2 separate regions of the Solanum lycopersicum genome follow, and region 1 is linked to region 2. A link is a contact called in public HiChIP or PLAC-seq data. All regions are on one chromosome and are shown on one strand. Each heading gives the region's core, a stretch centred on a gene start, on an enhancer-like site or on the middle of the called end of the contact. The rest is flanking DNA. Distances are from core to core; before and after follow the strand shown. Region 1 holds the start of LOC101263256 (F-box protein At2g16365). Region 2 holds the start of LOC101264565 (auxin-responsive protein SAUR68).

The links. HiChIP or PLAC-seq counts read pairs in DNA pulled down with a chosen protein or histone mark.
Region 1: an RNA polymerase II HiChIP or PLAC-seq map of leaf shows a contact between it and region 2, with 5 times the contacts expected there. The contact joins the promoter of LOC101263256 here to the promoter of LOC101264565 in region 2.

What each region holds. Positions count from the first base shown.
Region 1 is chr10:51,782,704-51,785,403 of SLM_r2.1, reverse strand. It overlaps LOC101263256 (F-box protein At2g16365), which reads right to left and starts at 1,293. Exons shown (of 3, transcript XR_743510.4): 1 at 1,023-1,293; 2 at 1-349.
Region 2 is chr10:51,487,754-51,490,453 of SLM_r2.1, reverse strand. LOC101264565 (auxin-responsive protein SAUR68) reads left to right here and starts at 1,258. Exons shown (of 1, transcript XM_004248662.5): 1 at 1,258-1,898. The coding sequence starts at 1,358. The coding sequence ends at 1,795.

The DNA of each region.
Region 1 (2,700 bases), core at 44-2,543, 290 kb before region 2:
TACCAGCTGTGAGTACTGAGCCTGTTATGGTAACTTTAGAATTTTTGCGATGGGACTTGTTTGCTTTCACATTAGATGAAGCACTCAATTTCAGGCGCTTGACCCATCTGCTACCAGGCTTGTCTTCGAGCAGGGTCGCAAGGGAAAAATCAGCTTTCAAAGGACTTGGCTGCTCATTATGGCCAAGGAACAATCTCAAATCCAAACTATGAGTTGTGGAAGAAGTTGGTTCCAACTTATCCGTCAAAGATGGAAGCTCCAAGTTTAAGTCAGGCAATTTATGTCCAACTTCTTTGTCGAGACAGTCAAGTGCTTCTAGAGCAGGTATATTTAGGTCCATTCCACTCACCTGCAAGATACCAGCAATACCAAATGGTCAAAATTCAGACAACACTTACTATTACTTGAGATTAAACTGAAAGGGTCAAACGGGCAAGTAATGGTACCATTTCCAATAGTGTAATTGAGATACACTTGCTATTTTTCAAGGAACTTGTTTTCCTAGAGAATATGTTCTCCACAACATTTGGCCAATCAAACATGAGAAAATTGAAAATTATCTCGTAATAAAATCTTCCATAATTTAGAAATGCGAGGATAATGTCCAGTCAATTTTGCTACAGTGTCCAAAGAAGTGCCTATCCTCATTGTCTCTAAATTATGGATTCAATATGGTAGTTTTTGTGGATGGTAATACAAAAAAGTTCAAAGTCTTTATTAAGCAAGTCATTTTTGAGCAACTACAAAAATATTTTTCAAAAATTTTATCGAACCAAATACGAGAAACAATTTCTACTCCATAACAAGTGCAGTTCTTTATCTTTTCACCCTTTTAGTAAAAATCTAAGCTCCGCTACTAGTTACATCAGGACCAAAATCATGATTTGGCTCAATGATTCAAAACAGATTAAACTTATAAAGAATTACTCAACAATTTCTGCCACTTCTGTAAATACCAAAATCATAGACTGAATTTGTACTTAGATAAAACCAGAATTAAATATACTTGAAAGTGAACTCACCTCTGCTCTTGGCAAAATTCAAAGAAATTGAACTATAAACTGGCCATTTGTGTACAGGAAAGAGAGAGAAAATAAATGTTAGTTAGAAGGATACATATAGCCATCCAATTAGCATTTCTAATCATTTTGTTTTTTTGTGTTTCATAGGAGCAAAAGCATCGGTGTTTGGCATCCTATCCATATATTTTTATATTTTTTATTAATTAAATGAAAAAGGTTTGTTATTTTAAAAAGAGAAATAATTATAATTTGATACGAGCAAAAGTATCATACCTTTTTTTAGATTTTTCAAAAATATCTTGTATGTATGGGCAGACAGACAAATTGGCACGCACACAAATATCTATAAATTTCATGTGTCTTTGGATTTGGTAACAAAATAAAATATTTTTCATATTTTATTTAATTCAAAGCATGTTGATTTGAATTGATATATGCATGAATCGAGTATCATATATATATATATATATGCATGAATCTAGTATCAAATATATAAATTTAATTTGAATTTGGTTATAATTAATCTGTGATTATAAATTGAATTATTATATATGACATATATTTGTGTAGTTAGATAGTCTGAAAACGAAAAATATAATAAAAAATTAAAAGAAGTTTTTCAATTAAAAAAGGTTAAGTGTACTACTTATGAAAACTTGTGAAACTCGTAACGTGAAAAAAATATGCAGACAAGTTTAGAACAATTACCAAAAAAAACCATACATATTCGAGTTCATATCATATATAAAAACATTATTTAATAATACAAATGAAAATATACTTATTAATACAAGATACACGTGTAACTAGAAATCGGTTGTACACACTATGGATTTTTATTAGAAACAATAAAGAAATAGGGCCTAAAATACCTTAAAGTATCAGAAATAGTACAAAATTACCCCAACCACCTATTGACTTCAAAATATCTTCCTCATCCAGCTATTGACTCCAAAATACCCTTCTCATCCACCTATGAGTTCAAAAAAACCCGCCCCATTACTCATGCACAACAGAAAAACTACTACCAATGAATGTTTCTAAAAATTTAAGACGAAAATACCTATAAAAGTACATTATCATACATTCAAGTCCTCAGTCAAAAACATATTATAATTCAAGTGTCTAAACAAAAATTACCGACAAACTTAAAAGTCTGACTATGTTCATCTTAATTATTCATTCATCCCAATTATGTGATGTTACTTAATAGATAATTTTTTTTTAAAAAAATAATATATTAAAATTTTAATATTTAAAATAAAGAATAAATATCTATAAAATTATATTTAAAAAAGTGCATGAATTAATTCGAGAGGTGCTACTTCTTTACCTTTAATTATAAATTTCAAATTCAAACTTGAAAAAGAATCCTATTGGAAGTGTCCTCCTAAATAAACGGCTCAATCTAAATTTAATTGGGGTTTCAATTCAGACTCAAATAATTTTGAATGTCATTTTCACGAATCAGTAATTTCTTTGTGCTTTAGTAGTGTTTAAGACGATTTTGATATTAGAAATGATATATTAATTGGGTGGAACTTAATTAGTAATAGGTGGGTAGTGAGTTGATTTATAATTATATTAATAAATAAAATTTTATCCAATAGTTGAGCACCAATATTTAAATAGTTTAAATTTGAAACCGTTAAATAAATGGTCTATTTTGAACCCAAAG
Region 2 (2,700 bases), core at 9-2,508:
GTAAAGAAAAAAGGTTCCAACATAGAATGCATTTACTGTTTTTATGTATTATACTACTCAGCATGATGCATATTCAACTGGCCACGCTAAGATAAGAAAATCTGCTAAATGGAAGGGGTCAAGGAGCACTATGATGATTGTCATTCTTTGGTATGATCAAATACAGAATGAAAGCGTTGCATGATTCTTTAAGAGTCCAAAGTTATCATTTATTTTCTTGACGGAATGAATGAACGAAGAATAGTCTATAGATTAGATTAAAGATGTAAAACTGAAAGTTTTGCTGTTTGAAAATGCAAAGACATGATAAAAGGGCAACGTTTAGAGCAATATAAAGGTGTAGATTCAGAAATATAATAGATAATCTGTTAACCCATAATCTTTGTGAAGTATGTAACTTAAATTTACACGGGTTTATCCCTCCAAAGTTCTGGTGGTTCACAACTATACAATAAAATTGCTGTTTCTACAATCTCCTCTTTCTAATTTCTAATCCTAATGCTTTACAAAATCTCATTCGTTGAAGAATTTGCACTATGATACTACTCATGATCTTCTTAAGCGGGAAGTAACATCAACTAACACATCCTCTTTGCAAGGTATTGTAAGAACACCCATCGAATGATCAAAGCCAAACTCTTCTTCAGCCTGAGCTAACAGGTCTTGAAATAAAGGCTGGCTCAAGTAAGACACTTGCACGACGAATCTCTTCTTCTGGCTCTCTCCTACGTATACTGCACAACATCCTTTTGGAACACCTCCATTAGACCTCCTTAAGAACCGATTAGCTTGAACAAATGGAGTCACTTTGATACCCATTGTCTCAAGGAGTATTTTCTAATACTAATTGATGAAGGAAAAGAAAGAAAACAAACTTGGAGGATCACGGATATATAAAATGAAAGTTCTTTGAATGTCAGGATACTTGTGTTGTGCTGAAATGTTTGGCTCTGATTATATATAAATTTATGACAAGTTTCATATCCAAATGTTTAGTGGTTGAGAGAAATTGGTGGTAACTGGAAAGAAAATAGCACATGAAATCTCACATGGTTAACCTTCTCTGTTGTTATTAAAGTTGATTAATTAGTCCAGGACCACTTGGTTTTATGGTGATAGAGGAGTGAATAAATGCACAACCAGCCATGTTCACAAGTCCTTAGGTCCCATATTAAACAGCATCACATGATTCTGTCTAGCATACTTATTCCAGGTTGGCAGCTTTAGCTATAATTCAAAGTCTCAACTATATATAATGTGTTTCCAAAAGCTGGTTTGATCATCAAGCAGATAACTCTAAATCAAATCTTTTAAAAGATAATCAACTTTTCTTTTCCGATATTTCAAAGAAATCAGTATGATAAGCGCCAAGAAACTCATCAAGATGGCAAGGAAATGGCAAAAGTTTGCAGCTAAGCAGAGGAAGAGAATTTCTTTTCCAAGATCCAATTACTATGATGCTGAGAGTTGTAGCACATCATCTTCCATAGTTGACAGAGGCCACTTTGTGGTGTATACAACCGATCAAAAGCGATTTGTGGTTCCATTGGCTTATCTTCAACATGACGTAATCAGACAACTGTTGCACATGTCTGAAGAAGAGTTTGGACTTCCAAGTTATGGTCCTATTACATTACCATGTGATGCACTGTTCATGAACTATATCATATCACTCGTCAAAAGAGGTGTAGCCGCTGATCTTCAGAATGCTTTGCTTGTTTCTGTACCTTCCAATCAATGTTCATCTGCTTCATACCTTCAAGAACGACGAAATCTAGAATTGTTAGTTTGTTAAGCTAACTGTAACAATTTTTATAGTAGATACATGGTACTAAACAAGTGTATATATAGAATGTCAATATTTATTATTCATCAAAATTACCATTTTCTTGACTCCATTTTGTTCTATTCCTTGTGGTGTTTGCGAAGTTGTTTGATACGGATAGCAATTACTATGTAGAATAGTTGAGTTGCACGTACAATTTTCAAAGTACAATATGAATTTAGTGCCAAAAACCTTAATGGTTAAATATTTTGAATCATAAATTGATCTACCAGCTTTGAGTCCTAACTCTTCATTCAAAGGACACAAATTATTGGCATTGGTGAGAAGTCATAAGCATTAACTGATCACGTAACTTATAATTTAATTTGAAATCCAATACATAAATCTTCTTGGAATAAACAGTGTATTACTAGTAGCATTAGACAATCAGTAATAGGTAAAATAAAGTAAAGTCACGGCTTCAATCACTTCTCTGACAACTTTGATAAATACATTTCGGAACCAAAAAAATGCGAGCAATTGATAAACTTACCGGAAATAGGCTCTTACAAGATTTCGTAAATAAAGAGAAAAAGAAATGTGTTTTGGTCATATATAAGAAAATCTTAAATAAGTGATTTTGGAGAGATCAAACTTTCTGTATAAACAATTCCTTCCGGGAAGAAACATTGAGACAATAATCCAACTTGTCCTTTGGACATCCTTAATAAATCCCCGTGCCATGTCCTTGACTAGGCATGTCAAGTCTACAATGTAGTAACACTCAACCTTCTACAGGCCTATATTCGGTTTGGCAAAATAAATATTGTAAGCACCTAAATGTACACAATTCGATCCATTCCACAAATTATAGTGTTCCATTTCCCACAATTGAAAAGTGACTCACTCCTAATTTCGAAATTCCATAATTGGAG